Regions from separate parts of the Mus musculus genome. Here all the other regions are linked to region 2. The links are chromatin contacts, called in public Hi-C and promoter capture Hi-C maps. All regions are on one chromosome and are shown on one strand. The core of a region is the stretch at or near the end of the contact, and the rest is flanking DNA. Distances in the headings are between cores, read along the strand shown. Region 1 has its middle 130 kb from the start of Gm33116. Region 2 holds the start of Diras2 (DIRAS family, GTP-binding RAS-like 2). Region 3 has its middle 73 kb from the start of Gm33116. Region 4 has its middle 95 kb from the start of Gm33116.

What was found. Promoter capture Hi-C pulls out the DNA fragments that hold promoters and counts their contacts. Hi-C and Micro-C count contacts between places; a contact is called where the count stands out from the background.
Region 1: a contact with region 2 is called in a Hi-C map of cortical neurons, with 2.3 times the contacts expected there. The contact joins the enhancer-like site here to the promoter of Diras2 in region 2. A contact is called at or near these places in 10 of 39 promoter capture datasets (the 3T3-L1 cell line, 3T3-L1-derived adipocytes, cranial neural crest and 6 more), 23 of 484 Hi-C or Micro-C datasets (the AML12 cell line, the C2C12 cell line, adipose-derived mesenchymal stem cells and 15 more), 7 of 115 datasets of contacts at active chromatin or transcription factors (bone marrow-derived dendritic cells, embryonic basal ganglia, embryonic stem cells and 4 more) and 2 of 9 other capture datasets (adipose tissue and macrophages).
Region 3: a Hi-C map of embryonic fibroblasts shows a contact between it and region 2, with 12 read pairs. The contact joins the enhancer-like site here to the promoter of Diras2 in region 2. A contact is called at or near these places in 12 of 39 promoter capture datasets (the 3T3-L1 cell line, 3T3-L1-derived adipocytes, the HPC-7 cell line and 7 more), 5 of 484 Hi-C or Micro-C datasets (bone marrow-derived macrophages, cerebral cortex, cortical neurons and 2 more), 12 of 115 datasets of contacts at active chromatin or transcription factors (SST interneurons, bone marrow-derived macrophages, craniofacial prominence and 9 more) and 4 of 9 other capture datasets (adipose tissue, embryonic stem cells, liver and 1 more).
Region 4: a contact with region 2 is called in a promoter capture Hi-C map of hippocampal neurons, with 7 times the contacts expected there. The contact joins the enhancer-like site here to the promoter of Diras2 in region 2. A contact is called at or near these places in 7 of 39 promoter capture datasets (the 3T3-L1 cell line, the HPC-7 cell line, cranial neural crest and 4 more), 8 of 484 Hi-C or Micro-C datasets (bone marrow-derived macrophages, brain, cerebellar granule neurons and 5 more), 7 of 115 datasets of contacts at active chromatin or transcription factors (SST interneurons, craniofacial prominence, embryonic basal ganglia and 4 more) and 4 of 9 other capture datasets (adipose tissue, embryonic stem cells, liver and 1 more).

The regions. Positions count from the first base shown.
Region 1 is chr13:52,360,292-52,362,991 of GRCm38.p6, forward strand. No RefSeq gene overlaps it. Among named protein-coding and RNA genes, the nearest start is that of Gm33116, 130 kb to the left of the region's middle. Within about 2 kb of position 1,335, at least 9 of the 459 cell types and tissues checked have an H3K27ac peak or open chromatin away from gene starts, as enhancers often do. A contact at or near this core is called in cortical neurons and hippocampal neurons, where this site is marked.
Region 2 is chr13:52,529,490-52,532,189 of GRCm38.p6, forward strand. It overlaps Diras2 (DIRAS family, GTP-binding RAS-like 2), which reads right to left and starts at 1,347. Exons shown (of 2, transcript NM_001024474.2): 1 at 931-1,347.
Region 3 is chr13:52,305,869-52,308,568 of GRCm38.p6, forward strand. No RefSeq gene overlaps it. Among named protein-coding and RNA genes, the nearest start is that of Gm33116, 73 kb to the left of the region's middle. Within about 2 kb of position 1,388, at least 51 of the 459 cell types and tissues checked have an H3K27ac peak or open chromatin away from gene starts, as enhancers often do. A contact at or near this core is called in embryonic fibroblasts, where this site is marked.
Region 4 is chr13:52,327,725-52,330,424 of GRCm38.p6, forward strand. No RefSeq gene overlaps it. Among named protein-coding and RNA genes, the nearest start is that of Gm33116, 95 kb to the left of the region's middle. Within about 2 kb of position 1,252, at least 8 of the 459 cell types and tissues checked have an H3K27ac peak or open chromatin away from gene starts, as enhancers often do. A contact at or near this core is called in brain, cerebral cortex, hippocampal neurons and 1 more, where this site is marked.

The DNA.
Region 1 (2,700 bases), core at 85-2,584, 170 kb before region 2:
GTCACTCAAGTTCCTGCAAGCATCTCTCCAAAACCATTGATTTACCAAGCTGGAATTGGATGGAATTGTTTCTGTGGTCTGTCTCTATCTGTGTTGAGAGGGAGAAGCCACAGATATCCCCTTTTCTGGGTCCACAGATATCCCCTTTTCTTGGTCCACAGATATCCCCCTTTCTGAGTCCACAATATCCAGAACCCTTTTCATGCATGCCTCAACTGGAGACGAGTCCTTCTTTCATCGGAAGGATTCATGTGCTAGAGAAGAAGTCTAGCAGTAAGGGAAAGCTCTTACAGGTCCTGCTGATTTTCTGGTAAGAGCCATTCGTCTTTAAAACCCTAAAAGGCACTGAAGCCATGTGACTTTTTCTTTCCCCTGTGAGATACTGAGCCCACCTCTGGCCTGCTGGGGTCTCTGCTTCCTCATGCACAAACATGATTGCGCACACCTCAGAGAAGAGGCCGGAAGACTAAAGGATTCACTGTGAGCAAGACTTCCTGGGAGAAGCTGAACAGGCTAAAGGACCGATTGAAATTTAAATGATTTTGAGAGGTTGGGATGTTGCAGGTCCAAACCCTAATTATAATTTATCTTGTACAGTCTTTGGCCCACTAAAAGGCCATTCTTACTCTTCCTCTGTGTCAGACCTACCATCCTGCTACTAGCCCAACTTAACGTTCTAGTTACTATCCTAGGGTGTAGTAACTTATCAAAATCCTAGTTTCCCACCAATCAAGGGGCTAACCATGCCATCAGACAACACTGAAGGCCCATAGCAAAGTTCCACCTTCTTGCTGTCACTCAGTGTTCCGCCAATGTATTTTTTAAACATTGATTTATAACTTTCTTTTTCTGTTACTGTAAAAAAAAAAAAATTCCATGAAACTGATTGTGTTTCACAACATTGTATTTGGGGTATCATGTTCCTGGGTCATGATTAATTATATTTTGCCCCAGTATAAGCCATGTCTTTTATTTCTTTGAGATGAAAGGTATGTTTTTGGATGGCATTACACAGGCTGAAAGATTCCTCATGGCAGAGAGGGAGAGAGAATATAGGCAGTCCTTCGGAATTCCCATGGTAACTAGCTCCACTCAAGCTGCACTGAGGCACGTGATTTCTGAAATCCAGAAGCCAGGAAATGATTTTAGTCACAACTGAACAAACAATAAGAACATGTAAAAAATATATGTAATCTACCGAGTCTTAGATTCAATGTAAATTCGAGTCTCCAAGCCTCTCCCTGTCTATGATTAAAGACCCAGATTGTGCTGTTTGTGGTCATGTGGCTAGGTAAACACTGTGTGTGCATTGCAGGAATGTGCTCATGTGTGTGTGTGTGTGTGACTATGTATATAACTGTGAGGGCATTTGCATAAGTGTATAGTGTGTGACTATGTGCTCATGAGTATATGTGTTGTTGGCTCTCTGCCTTTCTCCTTCTCCTTCTTAATTAAATATCACATAGAGAAACAGCAAAGCTGTCACACCCATCAGGAGAAGAGAAACTTTGTCACAGACAGAAATAGTAATTCTATGACAAACAGAATACTTTCTGTAAAATCAGAAAAAAAAAACCAATGTTAAACAAGAGTGTTTTTAAAAATTGTCAATTCTAGCTTCTTAGTGTAGAATCCATAGGGTGCTAAACAAAACAGGAAGCCAGGCCTGGTGGTATACAACTGTAATCCCAGCACTGAAGGTGTAGTGACAGAGGATCCCCTGACTCTGGCCAGCCTACCTAAACCAGCAAGCTGTAAAATGCAGTTATAAATGGCTTCAGTCTCTCTGATCCTCCTGTAGTGAGAATTAGTAACTCCATATACGTGTCCATATATGACAGGATTCTCCACAGGGCACAGCCCAGAGCCACTCAGGAGACATTGTGCGGCCACCATGATGTGCACATGCCCACATTCGAGTAGAGCTAAGCATGAGAGTCCTGGCCTTGGCACAAGACCCCAGGCACTGTTGAGAAGCAATGAGGATAACCCTGCTGTCCTCTGAGAGTGATGGCTGAGCTTGTTTCCATAGCTGGGGCCTCAGAGAGTTTGAGATCCTGGGAAGGGCTGGCCCCTGGCTGAGGGGATCAGCTAGACCCACACTCTTTACTTCACACCCCAAATTGGGTTTAGTGCTCCCCGTCAGCTGAGCTCTTAAGGTCTCTTCAGTAGACCTCTCGTGTGGCTGGCTGGGGATGTCAGGCTAGCTTTTCCTATAACATGGCTAATGGCTTTGGTTAAGGCCTACCGCAGTAGCTTAAGATTTATGCTTCGTTTTTATGCATCTGTTGTTTAAAGCAGGTCATGAGGTGAGAAGATGTGCCACTCAGAAACCTCCAGGTGACGATTGGTTCCATATCTGTGAAAGGACAAAGTCACTTTCTCCGTGTCTCAGGATCCTCCCTGGTCCTTGCCTAGAAATAGCCCTTGCCTCCTTCCAGATTGTTCTTTATTTCTCTGTTAGATGACAATTGTGTGCCAGGTAGGAACCCTACCATGCCCAGTGCCTTGGCAGGGCATAGGTAGACTCAGCAGCTTGAAGCAGCTTGCTCCCTGTCTAAACTGTTACTTCCACCCTTGCTTCTTCCTTCCAGTCTCTTCCTGTCTTTTATGCATGGGAGGGAGACAGGCATGTGAGCACCTTCTGTGTCACATGATCACATGATCGAAACACCAAATGATAAGTTACACTCATTCTTC
Region 2 (2,700 bases), core at 97-2,596:
TTAAAATAATATTTTATGGGTTTTTTTTTCTTTTAAGCAAATCACAAAACTTCTGCTAGTATAAACTAGTATGCACGGGGGCCCGATTAAAAGCTAACAAGAACCAAAATGTGAAATGAATTCCTAAACAAGGCTGGCTGGGCACGGATTCCTCCACCCAAGTTATACTGTGTTCCACCTTTGAAGGCATGGAACAACCGAGATGTGTGGTGTCCAGTTCCAAAGATCCCCCAACCCCAAAGAATATGAACTGGGACATGGAATCGCAAAGCAGGGTGGGGAAGTCCAACCCTTGGGCAGCCAGCTGTCATTGTCCTCTGATGGAGACCCACGTTCTTCTGCCTGGACTAGATGCTGAGACTTGCCTGAGCTCCCACCGGGAGAAGAAGGGGAGTCCCGTGGATATCCCAAGCCTGGTCTTTAAAATAGGAAATGAGACATTGGGGCGGGTCCCTTTCCAGAGCGTTAAGTCTAGAGGTTGGGATCCAAACATCAGGAATCCCCTAGCCATTTCTTCTTGGCTCTGAATGTTTCTTTCTCTAGCTGTACCTCTTTAGGAGACTTTTCCTAAATCGATGGAATCTTCCGCATTCATTAGAATACCTGCAGTCAAAGAATTTCCCCAACCGCAACTCCTGTTAGGACGGGATCCCTAATCTTGGGTAAGACCCTGAGGTTTTGCCCCTTCAAAGCAATGTTAGGTGTTCAGTCTAACGTTCTCCCAACTGAGCTATGGCTTCGTCCTCGCCCTCCCCTCCTGGAAGGATGCAGGATGAGGCTGGCTGGTCCCCCTCTCCAAGTCCTGGGATACATACTGATCTTCAGCCCCAGAGAGTAATCCTGCTCCTCTGGCTCCCAGGACTGGCCAAAAGCGCCGGGCACCCGCGAGCTGTATCCAGCTCCAGCCGAGAGCCGTGGTGGCTTGCTTACCTGGGGAGAGCCGGCTCAGAGCCGCAGGTCTCCAGGCGCAGCTCCGGGACCCGCTGCGCGCAGCGCGATGCGGTGGCTGCTGAGGCGGAGTGCGCGCTGCTCCCGCCTGATGACGCTGTCAGCTGCCCTGCGCCCCGCACCGCCCTGTGCACCGCACCCCCAGTGCAATGTCCAGAGCCCTGCACCTCCAGTGCAACGCCCAATGCAACGTCCTGCCCCCTGTGCTGCCCCTCTCTGTCTGCCCCTCTCTGCCTTATGCACCCGCCCGAGCTCTCTGCACAGCCTTACAACCTCCAGCACCGCTCCCTGCACCGCCCGCACGCGCGCCTGGCCCTGTGCAGTCCTCCCACGCGGTGCTCTCTGGCTCTAGCCTCCCGGCCTCCGGCTCCACCCTCCTCAAGCTCCTGCAAGCACAGTGGTTGCTCGTTGCGGTGGCCTGCTTTTCACCGGGAGCCTTCAGCTGCCCTCTACCGAAAGCTTCTGGAATAGATGACAAGAGACTAGAATTTTCTGAAAATTAAATGAATCAAAAATCATTCCGTTGAAAGGACAGTGGATTCCTGTGTTTAAAACTATGCTCCTACCCTAGTGTACTTAATCACTGCTTACCACGCAATAAGACTTGGTCACTGGGCAAGGTTTCTGTTCCTGTAGCTGTGACAAAAACAAGCTAAGGAAAACTGGGTTTGCTCTGGCTCATAGTTCAGAGTAAAAAAGCAAAGCAGGAAAAAAAAAATCTTGAAATGGCTGATCACATCGCATCGGTAATCAGAACTTAGACGACTGTGGAAGCACGCTGCTACCGAGATCAATTTGTATAGTCCAGGATCCTGTACCCAGGAATGGTCTAGCCCACAGTCAAGACCGGCCTTTGCACAACACTTAAGTAATCAAGATAATCTCTCCTCCCACAAGCCTGAGGCCCGTCTCCAGGTGACTCTAGATTCTGTCAAGTCGACAATAGTAGTCACATGTGCTAAATCACAAGACAGCCTGTCACTTAGAGGTGCCAAGAAATTCCCTGCCTGAAAGGCAACCATACTACAAGAATTCAAGCGTTTTAACAGGACAGGGCTCTGACATCACCTCTTTGGGTAAGCTTGGGGGACCACGCTGCTCAGCAGCTTTTCATGACCATTTCAAAGAATTAACAGAGAGAGAGAGAGAGAGAGAGAGAGAGAGAGAGAGAGAGAGAGAGAGAGAGAGAGAGAGAGAGAGAGAGAGAGAATATGCTGTACTGACATTTTGTAAGCGCTGGACAGGAACATCTACCTATATCATACTTGCACTCTATGGCTGGAGGAAACTCTTTTTTTCTTTTTTTATCCTTATCTTTGTCCTTTGGTGATGTGGTAAAAGAATTACAAAATGGGGCCTGTATCTTCTAAATTAGGCTTAGCTTACAGATTCTGTAAGCTATAATATAGTCACTTTTCTGTTTGGGTAAGTTCTGGAGTCCTGTAATTTCAGAGGATATAATCCTTTGAAGTTGGTTTGCAAAGCAAATCTCTGCCCTGCTATTCACAGGAAACATGTTTGTTTGTTTGTTTGTTTGTTTTGAAATCTTACCTAAGATATGCTTTCACTATTTACAGTTAAGATAACATCTTTGTTCCTTAGTTCAGCTTGACTCTGGCCTTAGTGCTATGGCTACTAAAATAAGAAGGGAGTAGACCATTTTTAACAAGGCCATTTGAGAGTGGCCTTCACAAATGTAGCCCTACTTTGAATATGCCTGTGAGCAGGAAGTCCACATGTCCACAGTCTCTC
Region 3 (2,700 bases), core at 138-2,637, 220 kb before region 2:
GCAACCCAGTAGGAAGAAGGGGTCTGAAGAGCAGAGGAAAGAGTCAGAGACAAGACCCATTCCCACTGTTAGTAATCCCACAAAGGGGGCCATTCTTATTTAACCACCAGTCTGTAACTCCAGTCCTATGGGGTCCAACATCCTCTTCTGGCATCAGGCATGGAAATGGTTCATGGAGATACCTACTGAAAAAAAAAAAAAACATATACACAAAATATAAATAAGTAAGCCTTGAAAAAGACACTTGCCCATCACAAAGTTAAAATAGCATAGATGCTGCCCTCTGCTTGATCTTAGGATTCATGGGTACATCTGAATGGTAGTTGGCACACTACTTTCATAGTAAACAAGTGGTTTGCAGATAGTTCAAGTCGATTCTTATGTTTAATATCCTGTCTGTCCGTAGTTTTGATGTTAGTTTCAACATAAATAGTTGACAGAGTCCTGCTTCTTCTAAACTGGAGCTGTTTCTTGTTTCCCTATATCCTGTTCATGTTTGACTTGCTCTTTAAAAAGAAAAAACTAAGCCAAAATAAAACAAAGAAACAAACAAACAACCCCTCCCAAGGTTTATATAGCCACGGACCTTTCATTTCTGATCTCCCTGCCCCCACCTCTTGAGTGCTAGGATTCTAAGTGTGCATCACCACTCCCAATTTATTCAGTACTGGGGAGTGAACCCCGGGTTTCCTATATGTTTAGTAAGTATCCTACCAACTGAGCCACATCCCCAGCCCCTATTCTCTCCAGCAGTGAGGCTGTCCAGGCTCTGCTCTGTGCTCTCAGACACACTTGCACAATTGTGCTGTCCTCAGGGCCCTGAGAGATGCAGGCTGTACCATCGAGTGTCTCCCTGCATTCCACAGGACAATGTAGAATCACACACAGTAGGGCAGGTGAGCTGCACATATCCACGAGCTCCCTGCCAGATGAGGCAGATCGTGAGACAGCGAGGAAAGGCTCTGTGTTCTGGAATTGATGCTTCCCTGACCTCAGAGGTCAACACAACCTGCAGGCATCTAGGACATGCTGCAAAGCCACTAGTGTTGAACAACTTGTCAACTCCAGGCTGTAGGGAGTGCAGCTGAGGAAATCAAGTACAAACCTCAGAAGTGGCCAAGTTCCCTTTCGGATGGAGAGCGTTGTACCCAGAACCCTCATTAGGAAACCCCCCCTCCTCCTTTCTCACCCTCCAGTGATCGCCGCAGACTTTGATCAGCTACAGGATTTTGAAAAGTAGACTTCAAAAATTTAATAAATTGGACCTGGTAGATAATAAAAGAAAATCAAAACATAGCTGTGTTCTGGCAAGTCCCGGACAGCCTGGCTCATGCGTGGGCTGCATGACTCAGTGCTTATCAAAAGTTACAGCTCAGGATGGAAGTATTCTGACAGGGAGAGCAGGAGAGGAAGACTGGGCAGAGAAAGTGCCTTGGAATTGCATGTGTAAAGCACACAGTCTCAGCAGAGACTTACTCCTACATAGTACTACTGAGAATAAAGGCAGGCTCAGACAAGAAATGTCTCCTTTCTCTGTCTCTCTGTGTGTCTTTGTCTCTCTGTGTCTCTCTGTGTCTCTTTCTGTCTCTATGTCTCTGTCTTTGTTTCTGTCTCTTTCTGTCTCTGTGTGTGTGTCTGTCTCTCTCTCTCTGTTTGTCTGTCTCTCTTTGTCTATGTCTCTGTCTCTGTCTCTCTCCCCCTGAAACAAACAAAATGGCTAGCAACTGGTAGAAATGGGTAAAAAAAAATTCATTTTTCTTTGATTTTGTTCCCTCCAGGGGTAGAGAAAAGCAATTTAAACTCCCACAAGGGGCCGGAGGCTCCCTATTCTATGCATTTAAAAATAATATCTAAAGGCTGCTGATCTTTTCTTCCCATAAGTGCTGCTTGAAAATTATAGACCAGCTAATTACTGTCTCCAGGCTCAGGTCCTGATATGACAGATGGTGATGGCCCATGCAGAAAGGGTTCAGAGCCCAGCTCCCAGCATTCTTCTGTTCTTGGGGTAGTCATTTGTAGTGATCAGAAGTCTAGAAAGGCTGTTGATCTATCCAGACTTCAGCTTCCTCCTGTGTGAAGTGGATTAAAATACAGCCCCTTCACTGGCCACTCTGAATACGACATTTGGTCACTCCTGGACGGGTGAGTGTAAACAAGGGTGCTGTCCAACCATCTAACTGGAACACTCCCTGGGTAGAAAGATATGTTTTATTGGGGGGATTTTAAACTGCCCTCGCTTTCTCTCTCAGGGGCAGAGAGAATAGCAAACTGTCAGGAAAGCCTCACCAATCTTTAAAGACGAAGGTTGTGATGAGAGTGATGAAGCCTGCAGACTGGAAAAGCCTGGAAGGTAGACTAGTGAGAGCAGGTTTGCTGGTCAGAAGAGCTAGTGTGGGGACTTGGTGTGCATTGCAGGTATATGTTAATAGGAAGCTGGTGCCCATTGCCGGAGGGAATCTATTGTAGGGCCGAATAAGGGAAGCGACGGCTCATCCTGACCAAGAGAGACTGACTTCACACGTTCCCGAGGAATGCCGAGTTTAGACTTTTATTTATCCCTAGCAATCCATCTGGATTTATCTGGCCAGAGTTTCAGCTTGCACTGAGCCCCGGCTCTCATTCTAGGGGTTGGGGGCTCCACTTGAGAACTAACAGGCTTGTTGGCAAGCTTGATGTCCCAAGTTCAACCTCCAGGACTTA
Region 4 (2,700 bases), core at 2-2,501, 200 kb before region 2:
GATCTCTGAGACACATGATTGGCAAGAAGTCAGCCCTCCTGTGGGTTTACAGCCCTTCTCTTTCTCTGGTAGCTGGGGAATAAACTCAGGGGCATACCTAATTTCAGCCCTTCCTTGTGTGTGTAGACCAGGTCGCATGGTGTAGAGCATCCCTGACCTGAACACCTGCCAGAGCCGGAAACTCCTTTTGTCCTCAGGAGCTGATGGCTCTCCCTGCAGACGCATGCACGTGGCGGCTGTCCCTTCTGACACGGCTCCTTTGGGGGCCTTGAAGCGTCCCCCTTTCCCGTCATTACACACAATGCTCCCTCTGTGATGATGTTCATTCTCCTAGCAAAGCTCCTGTCCAGGTTCTTTAGGTCATGTTCTTCATCTTCCCAAGGCCCCGTTATGCTGCTCCTGGTATGGCTCCCCATGTCTCCTGAAATCCTCTTTAGGGCATGTATGGTACAGGTATGTATTCATCTTCATGCAGGAGGGTGTGCACATGCGTGTGAGCCTCATTCTGGCTCCTCCTTTAGTTACTGAGGTGAGGTGAGGCCTCTTGCTGAGCTTAGAATCTGCCCATTCAGCTGGTGGAGCTAGCCAACTTGTTTGGGGAATCCCTGTCTCTGAAGTCTAGCATGGCGTGTGGCCACACCTGCCCAGCTTGTAGAGATCTGAACTCAGCACCTCATATTGCGTGACAAGTGCTTGACCCATTAACCCAATGATCCAGTCCCCTTCTAAATCTTATTTTTATTTATATATTTTTCTCCGAAATCTTTATTTTTCCCATCTGTTTCTAGCCTTTGAATCCTTTACTCTCTCTCTCTCTTCCTCCACCTCCTCTTGCTTTCCTTTACTTCTGAACAACCTGACTCCTACACCCTCACACAACATTTGTAGGATGAATAGAAGACAGCTCTAATTTTTAAATATGATCTACTCCTTACCGCATCTCTCAGACACAATCCTGGGGTTTAATTGCGGTCTATATGCAAATCCCGCAGCATTCTGTCCAATTTTCTGTATCATGATTCGTGCACAGACACACTTGAGGAACTGCCCAAGTCTTGTTCTACCAGGAGCCTCCCAGAGGGACATTCATCATCCCAGGCTCCACGAGGGCCTCAGGAACGGTGTCTATGGTGGCTTCCTAGAGGAAGCATCAGCGAAATGTGAGAATCCCAGGCCCCTTGTTCTGAGCTGGCTTCCCACTCACAGCCCTGTTGTACTGTTGTTGCTCCAGGCGGCTCTGAAACTGCTCTGCCTTCTTTTATTTCTGATTCGTGCTGCACTCAGCCCAGAGGACCAGTTAGTTACTGGTGCTTCCCACATCTTCGTACTTCCCCCGCAAACAGAAGAGCCCGGCTGTGGGAAGCAAAAAGAACATCAGTGCCCAGCCAGTTGAGAAACACAAAGGAGAATCTCTCTCTCTCTCTCTCTCTCTCTCTCTCTCTCTCTCTCTCCACACACACACACACACACACACACACACACACACACCTCACCTACTATGTGGACATTGCTGGTTTCTGCTCAACTAACTAGGGAAATCAGTGGAAATTGCATCTAGATTACCTCTCTTTGTAGACTATAACATATTTTTTTAACCTAAAAGGGGCAGAGGAATCTTGTGTTTCTTTCTGGGTTTTAAAGATTTACCTAAAATCTTTTTATTTATTTATTTCACACCGTTGATAAGAACTTTACCAATCAAGCTGTCTCACCATCTCTTCAGCCCTTACCACTCTTACCAGGAAAGCCTGTAAACTGTATATTTGCCATCTGAGGAGCCGTGGACTTTGGCATGTCATTGCCCAAAACACAGCTCTCACCTCAAAGAGGATAAGCAATGGTTTATTCTGGACCCAAAACTGAATTAAAATGGCCACAAAAACCTCAAGTTTAGGTTACCCCACTTCCAACATAGAAGTAGTTTCACGGAGCTTTAAAGCAATATAACAACGACAGCCAGGAATCAAGGCAATTTAAAAAAATTCACCAGTGGAGGCATTAAAGAGTCAAGTTACAGCAGGCAGAAGACTCTCAGGCCTTGGGTGCTATGGGATGGCACTCTCAGCCCTTGTGTTGGTGGAGAGTAGGTTTTTATTATGCTGACACCTTCTAAAGGTTTCTGTCTATCAGGATGTTAGGTCTGCAACAGAACTGAGCGAAGAAGACCTTTTTAGGGGCAAAGATAGCTGGAGAGAAACAGCGATTAGCCTGTGGGAGCAGCAACATCCCAAACTCTCCATAGTCAGTGAGGTTTTTATCAGCGCACGATAAAAGACAGCTTCTTTCCAGGAATTCCCACTTGCAGGCAGTACAGTGATGCTGGGGCCACAAAATGATCCAGTAATTGCAGAACACAGCTTTAGAACATTCTTACAAAGGCACTCCCCGCAGGACTCGAGGATGCCATTCTAACTATTTTCCAAGAGAGATGAAAATTTGCATCTACTCAGAAAGAAATGTATAGAAGTTTCCAGAGGCAGCATTTGTTTTTTGAAGGTTGGGAACATTAGAAATGGCTTTTGCTACTGCAGACAAGAGCCTCCAGCTCTGAGGAGATAGTTCAGCCAATAGAAGCCATACTTTGCAAGTGTGCCGAGGGCAGATCCTGAAGTTAAGTTCCTGGGGCTCTCTGACCAATCAGCCTAGCCTAACAGCAATCAGAAGGAGTCTGTGTCAAAAAAAAACAAAGCAGACAGACTA